Linked DNA regions of Mus musculus: region 2 is linked to region 1. A link is a contact called in public Micro-C data. All regions are on one chromosome and are shown on one strand. The core of a region is the stretch at or near the end of the contact, and the rest is flanking DNA. Distances in the headings are between cores, read along the strand shown. Region 1 has its middle 12 kb from the start of Gm32468. Region 2 has its middle 10 kb from the start of Gm32749.

The links. A called contact is a pair of places that touch in the nucleus more often than the background predicts.
Region 2: a Micro-C map of the G1E-ER4 cell line shows a contact between it and region 1. The contact joins two enhancer-like sites. A contact is called at or near these places in 7 of 484 Hi-C or Micro-C datasets (the G1E-ER4 cell line, embryonic stem cells, epidermal suprabasal cells and 3 more).

Annotation. Positions count from the first base shown.
Region 1 is chr10:93,094,001-93,099,223 of GRCm38.p6, reverse strand. No RefSeq gene overlaps it. Among named protein-coding and RNA genes, the nearest start is that of Gm32468, 12 kb to the right of the region's middle. Within about 2 kb of position 3,218, at least 96 of the 459 cell types and tissues checked have an H3K27ac peak or open chromatin away from gene starts, as enhancers often do. A contact at or near this core is called in the G1E-ER4 cell line, where this site is marked.
Region 2 is chr10:94,246,070-94,251,292 of GRCm38.p6, reverse strand. No RefSeq gene overlaps it. Among named protein-coding and RNA genes, the nearest start is that of Gm32749, 10 kb to the right of the region's middle. Within about 2 kb of position 3,047, at least 74 of the 459 cell types and tissues checked have an H3K27ac peak or open chromatin away from gene starts, as enhancers often do. A contact at or near this core is called in the G1E-ER4 cell line, where this site is marked.

The sequences.
Region 1 (5,223 bases), core at 1,969-4,468:
TTCTTCTTTCCTTCTTCTGTCCTCTCTCTCTCCCCCTCCCTTCCCTTCCCTTCCCTTCCCTTCCCTTCCCTTCCCTTCCCTTCCCTTCCCTTCCCTTCCCTTCCCTTCCCTTCCCTTCCCTTCCCTTCCCTTCCCTTCCCTTCCCTTCCCTTCCCTCCCCCCCTCCCTTCTTTCATTTTTGGTTTGTTTGTTCTTTAAGACAGAGTTCCTCTGTGTAGCCCCAGCTGTCCCGGAACTCACTCTGTAGACCAGGCTGGCCTCGAACTCACAGAGATCCACCTGTCTCTGCTGCTGGGATTATAGGCATGTGCCATACACCACCCAAGGACTCTGTCTCTTTAATAAGCCTTTCTAGTTCATTTGTTTCAAGTATGCACGGAACTGCTCACTGAACTATTTTTATGATAGCTGACTTAAGATTTGTGTCTGTGTGAAATGTGTGTGCACTTATGTGTGCACATCTATGTCGGGTGCCTGTGGTAACCCGTGTGTGTGCTAAGGTTAGAGGAACATGTAAGGTGTCCTCCTCTTGCTGTCATAGTTAGCTTCAGCTGTTGCTCTAACACACCTGGGAAAAGGAACCCTCAGGTGAGGAATTGCCTCCATTACATTGGCCTCTAGGCATGCTAGGAATGTTCTTAATAGCTAATTGACTAGGAGGGCCCAGTTCCCTGTGGGCAATGCCGTTTGCAAGCAGGTGGGTTTGGGCTGTATAAAAAGTATATCAAAAGGTGGCTGTGAGTCTGTAAGCTAGCGGTAAGCAATGGTTCTCTGTGATCTCTGCTGCAGCTCCCACTTCCACGTTTCTGCCCCAGTTTCTCTTCATGGTGAAGTGTAAACTGAAAGCCAAATAAACCCTTTCCTCCGCCAGCTGGCTGTCAGGGTTTTACCACAGCAGGAGAGGAGCAAACTCGAGCTTAGGGTCTTCTTAGGGTAACCCTGGAACTCACTGATTCAGCCAGGTTGCCTGGCCAGGAAGTATCTTGTCCCACCATTGCACTGTGGTTACAGCTGTGGGAGACTTCCTGACTTCTTACATGAGTCTGGAGATCTGAACTCAGGTCCTCCAATTTATACAACCAACATTTTATTTTAATCTACTCAGCCATCTCCTCAGCCCACACCTTAAAATTCTTGTCTGAGATTTAAAAAAAAAATGCAGTTCAAACCATTTTAAAAAAAAGATTTATTTATTTATTTATGTATTTATTTATTCACTGTAGCTGTCTTCAGACACACATCAGAAGAGGGCATCAGATCCCATTACAGATGATTGTGAGCCACCGTGTAGTTGCTAGGAATTGAACTCAGGACCTCTGGAAGAGCACTCAGTGCTCTTAACCACTGAGCCATTGTCTGAGAAGTTTAACATCTATTATAGTCTGGATCTGAAAGGGCTCTACAGACTCACATTTTGAGTTTTTTTGGCTATCCGTATTATTTTGAGGGGGTATGGAAACCTTGGTAATTAGGTCCTAGAAACTGGAGGGCAGGGCTTTGAAGGGTATCACCTGGGCCCAGGTTTTAGCCAGTTTTCTGCTGCCTGTCTGTCTTGATGGGAGGAGTCTTCAGCACACAGATCCACCACGTTAAGCTCTGCCATAGCCTTTCCGCTTTGACGTGTGACGCCTCTGAAACCAAGGGCTGAAATAAACCCTTTTCCTGTTACGTTGCTATTATCAGGCACTGAGGTCACAGCTAATGTGGCTGTGTGTGCTTGCTGACTATTGTTTACTTCTGAATCTGGGAATGAGTATTATATTTAAAAATGTAACGTGGACATTAGACTAGTGTTATGAGTCTCTGGATAGCCTTCAGATCTTCCGTTTTAGTAGCTCTCTCTGTTACTGCTCTGGCAGAGAAAAGGGGTGCCAGTTACCCCATTTCTACTGAGTTTGAGGAAAAGACCATCCCCAACTTCGTGCCAGGCGTCACACAGTGGAGGGAGCAGGTCCTTCCATTGATCGTGGGTCTCACCAGATCTGTGTTGATACTACAGGACCTAGAGAAGTAGGAGTAACTCGTCACACAGCTCTCACATGCTAACACCACAGGACAATGAGAATCGTGATCATCCACCAGGCCTCTAATGATCCCTCAGCAACCAGGAGGAGGAGACTGTAAAAGCATCGTCTGGGGCTTTTATACATTGCCCTTGTTCATGAATAATGACACAGAGATCTAGTATATTTATGAATAAGCTTCTATAGCTAGACAGATATTCTAACCCAACTATGCTGGCCCTTTCCCAGACACGTGCCATGCTACCTGCCCTGGCTGCTTCTGCTCTATCTGTGTCCTCATGGCGACCCCTCTCTCTTTCCTCTCTCTTCCCAGGACTCCCTCAACGGGATCCAAAATCCCTCCTTATCTCTCCTGCCCAGCTATAGGCTGATCTGTTTTATTAACCAGTCTGAGGTGTCAGAGAACAATTTGTATACAACATTGAGACAGGAGATGCTTCATGAAAATGCCAAGATGTAGATTGCAACCCGATCTCTGGGCCCAGAGACCAACACTTAAACACAGAGTGCACAAAACCATCCCCCAACGGGAGATGGTCTTATTACCCTCCAGTGAGGATGGTCGGGGCGATTCCTCACTAAGTCCTATGTGGAGGCCGGTTAGGAACTGTGGTAGGAATTTGTTCTAATGCTTTGAAGAGAGGAAGGAGGATCACCAAGATTCGGAGGGAAACCAGATTTAGAGCTGCAGAAGGAAAATTACCCCAAACGTAGGTGAGAAGGAATGTGGTCCCACGAAGGGCTGCCCAGAAACGTCTTGGGCAGCAAAGACTAGGAAGCCACCCAGAAGGAGCCAGGGCAACAAAGATAAAATATAGAATTAGAGGGCGTTAAGCCAGGAGTGCCAGAGGGAAATGTGTGCTAGTTAGCCAGAGGGGTGGGGGTGAGGGGGTTGGGGTTGGGGGTGGGGGTGGAGAGTAGAATTGCCCAACCTTTGAACTAGTCAAGGCAGCATATATTTAAAATTAAGTGGTGTGTGTGTGTGGTTGTGTGTGTGTGTCTTTCATTCATGAATCCAGACAGCTCTTGGACGGGTACATTTGCAACCCGTCTGGAGCACAGAGTGGGTTAACTAACTACTGCCACAGTACCGGACATGTCCTGGTTTGGGGGCAGGGAGCCCAGGTTCTCATTTGGCCTTTACTGGTGGGGTTGAACATGAGAGTTATAGCTGCTTCTCTGGTGTCACATGGAGTAGACTGGCTTCCTTCTGTGTATTTATAATCTTGCTAATATGCCCTTAAATAGTTCCTTTTTTAGACAGGAGTGGTTTTTCTTTCTTTCTGTTTGTTCTCATTGGTGGGCCTTTAGAATTCCGTCTAGTCTATATGAGGCTGTGCTTTGGGTCCTAACTTGCCATCTATACATTTTCCCAGTATTTGTTTGTTTGTTTGTTTCATGTAGCCCAGGCTAGCCTTGAACTTGCTATGCAGTTGGGGATGCTCTTTAACTCCCTGGCTTTCTGTCTCTACCTCCCAAGAACCAAGGTCACAGGTGTGACCACCAATCCCAGCCATTTCACATTTGAGATCACACACACACACACACACACACACACACACACACACACACACACACACACACACACACACAGAGGCAGAGAGAGAGAGAGAGAGAGAGCACTAAGATATCAATAAGGTATCTTAAGTATCAGAAAAGGAATTTGATGCATAATTGAGGGTTATAAAGCTAACTAGAAGACAGTGAGGTGGCCTATTCATCCAGGATGTTAACATGCCAGAGAAACAAAAGGAACCGTGAGTCACACTCTCAAAGCTGAAATGCAAAGGGTTTGCCCAATATGGCAGTGTCCGGTGTCACAGGGGAGGCTGGGCTAAGGAAGTACTGCCCAAGGTTCTTGTGAACAGGAAGAGAACACCACTTCTCTATTTAAAACAAACAAACAAACAAACAACCACTTAAATTTCTCTGCAGTTCTCATTAGTGACAACAGGAAACTCAGGGAGATGGGCGGAGGACCTGGAGGCAAGCAGGCTTGTGTCTAATCGCCGCCGTCCCTTTCTCTGATGAGTAAGCTCAGGCACAGAGCGGTGTGTAACTTGGCTGGGGTTCCACAGATGCCAAACAATTCTGGAGAGTGCAATGTCTGTGGCCTTGTACTTCCAGCCACTGGGAGGCCCCAGGAGGTAAAGGTGTGACTGGGTTTGGATAGTGTAGTGTCAGTCTTTATTTGTCCTTTAAACACACAGGAGATGTAGATTTGTGACAACCAGAAGTCTGAGATATAAAGCTTGGAGATTGTCTGGATCATGGGGAAAGTTTCAAAGTCATGAAAGGGTTAACCTAAGCTTGTTATTTATTTTGAAACTGCTTTTCTTCCCCATCTCCCTGCTGCCCCCAACTCTCTGCCTTTTCACTCTTTCATCCCCTTCCCTCCTTCTATAGGGTTTTATGTGTAGCCCAGGCTAGCCTGGGAGTCATCACATCTCAGCTTTCCTCGTGCCGAGATTACAGGTGTGCACAACCACACCCAGTTTGTTTTCATTTTCCTGTTCTCTTTCTTATTTAGTGCTTGCTTTGTGCCAAACACCCCTTTATGTAGTCCAGTTGTTTCAGTTAACTTAATTCTTGCATCCAACTTGTGCTGGCTATGTCTTAGGTCAAGTTGACACAAGCTAGAGTCATCTGAAAAAGAAAAAGGAAAAAACAACAAAACAAAACAAAAAAAAAACAAAAAGAAAAACAAAAACAAAAACCAAAACCCAAAACAAAAACCTGGAAATCTCAATTGAGAAAATGACTCCATTAGATTTGGCTGTAGGGTGTTTTCTTAATTAACGATTGGTGATTTATTGAGGCGTGCTCAGCCCATTGTGGGTGGTGCCATCTCTGGGCTGGTTGGTGGTCCTAGTAAGAAAGCAGGCTGAGCGAACCATAATGAGCAAACCAGTAAGCAGTCTTCTTCCATGAACGTTGCATCAGCTCCTACCTCCAGATTCCAGCCTGTTTTGAATTCCTGCCAATTATATCTTTCAGTGTTGGACTATGATTAGAAGTAGAAGCCAAATAAACCCTTCGTAAGCCCGTAGAGGCATGCAAGTGGCCAGACCCCATCCCCAAGACGACTCTAACTGCTCTAAAGCCTGTTTCCAACCCCCTGAGATGCAATTGCCCAAGCTCCACACTATAGAGGGGAAAAAAATAAGGCCACAGAATCACACCAATCCCAGGCCACCAT
Region 2 (5,223 bases), core at 1,798-4,297, 1.2 Mb before region 1:
GAGACAAGAATTCCTCAACAGATGCGGAACTGCGACTCGGTGACTAACTGCGTTTGCTGTACAAGCTTGAGAGCCTGACTTCTAGTCCCACCCCCCAGGTAAAAGACTAGGTACGGCGACAGCTGGAACACTGGCAGAGACGGGATATAGCTGGGGATTGGTGGCCGCCAGCTTAGAGCAAAGGAGTAAGGCTAGGTGTTAGAGCAGGGCCAGAGCATCCCCCTCTGGCCTCCACGTGCACAGGCACAGGTGCACACACCTGCACACAGATGCAGCATGCAGCACACATGAAGGGGGTGCTTTTACAAAGATCCTCAACAGACCCGGGTGGCTGAGTAGAGGTGGCATTTTCAGATCACATTCCCTGGCCACATTCCGCAGCAAACCCTCCATCCAGTCAAGGAAATGCACCATTTAGTGTTCTTCTTAGCAAGTGGATATCTTTAGCTATCTGATAACAGCAGTAACTTTTTTTTCCCTCACCAATAATAGGGGTATAAGAGCCAGGTATCCTGGAAATCAAATATATATATGAATCACATATAATCATATATATTTCTGAGTCATTCATATATATATATATATATATATATATATATATATATATATATATATATATGAATGAATGATTCAGAAAGAGAAAAGGTGATATGTGTGATAGAGCCCAAGTATTGGGTGACAGTCAAGTGTACCCTGCCAGATCCTTCCATGTTTCTATAAGAAACTATCATTGGCAGAGCTATATAGTTCTTGAATTTAGGTCATAGGGTTGCCAGGGGGCCCTGGGCACTCATGGAGCACCCTGCTTTCTTTACTATGATGGAGACAAACTGGCTGCTTCTAAGTGTCTACAAAGCTCACTCAGTGCCTTTTGGGAGGTTACAAAAACTCAGCCAACAAACAGCCTTCCCTTGAACCATATCACTCCAGAACCCTGATCTGAGAGAAACCACGGTCTGCTGCTTAGAAGCTACCTGGCCCACGATGCTCTGTTAGAGCAAGCTGCTCTGACCAACCCTGTGGGTGGCACCACATTGCCATGCCCAGTGTACAGTTCTATGTTCTATCCATGTTCATTTCTGTCCCTGTCCACAGCTCCAGCCTTGTGTTCTGCCTACGGTCACGGTGTTCGTTCATTCCTTCTTCCTTCATTCCTTCTTCCTGAACTTCTTTTTGAAGCATCAGAGGTCAGCACCTTCTCTACTTCTGAGCCAGCACCATAACAAGTCATAGCCCTAATTTCTCCACTGCCTCTCCTTTGAGGCTCGCTGAGGACTTAGCGCACTGCAGATGTGGGGCACAGGTGCACAGGCTACTATTATTTTATCCCAGGGGGAAGCTAGGACACAGTGTAAGATAGGGATTTTTTTTCCCCAAGAAATATTCATGAGAAAACTCGTATTTTCTTCCTTCCTCTTAGGCCCTGACATGGTTTCAACCGCTCCCCTGGAAACCAGATAAAACTGCCCGTAATCAGGCACCCACGCCTCTTCAGCCGGGACTGATTAGCAGAGGCCCACTAGGGGCCCGACTATCAAGCGGTCTCACGTGACCATCTCAGGCTGCCTCTGCTGAATGACGCTGATTGGAGCTCAACAGTCATTTCATTCGGTAACAGTTGCCGGGCATCCAGCGTATGGCTTTGGGTAGAAGTGCGTGACGTGCTGCCTCTGATTTATGTCCGGTAATTTGAGAAAAAAACCTCTCCTTGCTAAGTGATGTGACCCTCTTGTATCTCCCTCTATTTTTAGCCACCAAGTGAGTGATGAATCAGGTTATAATCTGACAGGGTACTCAAAGACATATTAGAGTCAAATTAAATTATAGTGCCTAAGATGTGACCCACATTTTTTGAAAAGCACAACCAGAACGTTATTATCCCTGCCTTGTTTCAATCCACTCTCATTGGAAGAAAAAAAAATTAAAGGACTCATTATGTATTTTTGAGTTGAATGAGACTCTAAAATTGAGCTTCCTTGTGTTTTAATCAAACCCCAAATGTCCACGCAGCATCTTCCAAAAGCCATAGATAGAAATTAGTTCTTACATGTTAGCATTATGCCGGGAGCTGCTATCCTGTGGGAGCAAGAGTCTCATCCCCATACATATGGACACACCTGCACCGGAAGCCCGGAAGCCAGAGGAGCAACGGCAGACATTCTCATGCTTATGGAACCATATAGTGAGGAGGCAAATGCTAACCAAATAACAAAATAAGTAAATGGCTAGGCTCTGAGGTTGAAACTGTGCTGATCAGTCCATTTCTGTCTCTCCCCATCAATCTGTCCAGTTTCTCTTTCCAGAAGATTCCATGAGACTGAAGATGACCACTTGCAGCTCCTGGCTACTACAGCAATAAAGAATTAGAATCCTGAGGGGAGGGGGGGGATTCTTGTCTCCAGAGCTCAAGCAAAGCTCCAAGAGAGAGTACAAGAGCGAGCAGGTGCATGTGTGTGTGTGTGTGTGTGTGTGTGTGTGTGTGTGTGTGTGTGTGTGTGTGTGTGTGTGAGAGAGAGAGAGAGAGAGAGAGAGAGGAGGGGGAAGCGGAGGGGAGGAAGAGGGAGAGAGGTTCAGAGGGAGCGGAATGGGGGGAGAAAGAGAGGTGGGGAGGGAGGGAGGGGGAGGGGGAAGAATAGTGAGAGAGAGGAGAGGAAGAGGGAGAGAGGGGGGAAGGGAAGGGAGAGAGGGGGAGGGGGAGAGAGACAGATAGACAGGCAGACAGAGAGGTGCTGCCAGGCCTGATTCAGACCACATACATACCTTTTCCTATACCGAGCGTGAAGACTGGGGAAGCAGCCATCTGTTTGGGTGTTTTCCCCAAATAAAAGTACTAAGATCTAGTTCAACCATAGAACTTACCTAGCACTCAGAAAGCCTGGACTTAATCCTTAATACTGGGGAAAACCTGAAACCCATAAACAGTGAAACCATTGCTGAAGCACGGTAGACCGGTTTGTTTATTTGACACAAGATCAGAGACTTGTTCTTCAAAGTAGGTCAAATGAAAGAAGAGACGAAACTGAAGCGTACATTTTCCTGTTCCTTCTGGCTCTTCTACAGGACATGGGCTTCAGATGTGAGAGCATGGTGCAGAGAGACAGTCCATGAGCTCAGATCTGCCCACACTGGCAAGTTTGGCTATGTTTACTGTCATCGTGACAAAGACCTGACTGAAATAACGCATTGGAGGAAGGCTATCTTGGGCTTATGCTTTCTGAGGGCTCCTTTCTGGTCTGGCTTGGACCTGACATGAGGCTGACCATGACAGAGGCCGACAGGAAGCAGAGTGTAGCAGTTTGCATCATGGAGGCCAGAATGTTGAGAAAGAGGATGGCCACACCCCTGGCTTTCTCCCTCCTCACAGGACAGTCCTTCTCTCTTAGGTAACCCTCTCAGGGACACACTACCACAGACACACCCAGCATTCTAATCCCCGGGTACTTCTCAGCCATGTCATCAGAGTGAAAAACTAGATAATCATTGTGGCTAGCTTTCTTCCTCCATAACTCCCAGTGTCCATGTAGTTTTGGTAGGTAGGTAGGTAGGTAGGTAGGTAGGTAGGTAGGTAGGTAGGTAGGTCATCTTACCCCTGAAATCAGTTTCCTTACTGAAAGCATGGGAATAAGAAATCCACCATAGAGGACAATTGGGAAGATTAAATGTTACAGTGTAAATGATGAGATACAGTACAGAGAGCTTGGAAGACAGATGGGCTATGGGTGTGTCAAGCTCTCCCTGAAGTACCATGCTCTACAGCAATCGCTGCATAGGCTTCTAACTGGAGAGTTTGGAAGAGTGAGTGGTGTATGGAGAGAAAGAAACCTAGACAAATGAGCAAGCATACACTCTTCATGCTGATCAGTTTCCTGGTGGAAATAGAGTGGTAAGATACAGAGTGTCTCAGGGATTGCATTGCTGTGAACAGACGCCATGACCGAGGCGACTCTTATAAAGACAACATTTAATTGGGGCTGGCTTACAGGTTCAGAGGTTCAGTCCATTATCATCAAGGCAGGAGCATGGAAGCATCCAGGCAGGCATGGTGTGGGAGGAGCTGAGAGTTCTATATCTTCATCTGAAGGCTGCTAGCAAAATACTGGCTTCCTGGCAGCTAGGACAAGGGTCTTAAAGCCCACCCCCACAGTGAAACACTTCCTCCAACAAGGCCACACTTACTCCAACAAAGCTACACGTACTCCAGCAAGGCCACATCTATTCCAGCAAGGCCACACCTCCTAAGAGTACCATGCCCTGGGCCAAGCATATTCAAACCACCACACAGAGTAATGATGTTGGAAGCCTCTTTATACAGGAAAGCTCGGGATGGCATCTCTGGAAAAGTATGAATGGAAGGATAAGAAAGACATTGCTATATTAATAGTAGGGGGTGAGAAGAATGTCAAGAGCAAAGGCCCAGAGGCAGGAGAGGGGTGGATATGATATATTCAGGGAACAGGGGCAGATCAGTGGTTAGAACATGTGCATAGATAGGAAACAGGTCATTGAAGATCTTGCAAAGCATAGGAAGAAGTTCGGATTCCACGGTGACTGATATAACTGGTTAAAATTCTTGGTGGGTGCATGTACCTGTAATGGCACTCTTTGGGTGGAGGCTGGAAGGTCAAAAGTTCAAGGCCAGCCTGGGGTTCCATGAGACCCTGTATGTGTGTGTGTGCATGTGTGCACATGTGTGCATGTGTAGACTATTACAGTTGTCTAGGTAATGGACAACTAGGGTGCCTTCTAAGGTGGTGCTGGTGACCAGGACAGGAGGACTGCAGACAAATTGAAGCTCTGCTTTAGTAATGAGACCGGGAAGAGCCCTCGAGGGAGTTGTATGTGGGAGAGGGAGGAAAAGGGAAGAGTTAAATTAAACGTTTGATTCTGGCTGATATAGGACATTTATTAATGCTGGAAAGTTCAAAAGAAACAGAATTAACAAGTTGAGGATCTGAGGCATTATAGGGACTTGGGGCAGAATAATAGATTAAGTGGGCAAGTTTGGGGTTCAAGTGAAAGCCTGAAGCTGGGGAACAAATTTGGGTCTGGATGAGATCTCAGGGACAGGGTGAGAAGGAAGGGGAAGGTCCCAGACACACAGATTTCTTGCGTGGGTCTTGAGAGCTGGTGAGAAGGTCAACTATGGAAGAGAAGCTGTAAGTCAGGAAAGAAACCAGGGCAGCAGCTAGGGTGAGAGAGATGAAGAGGAAATTATTTCAGGAA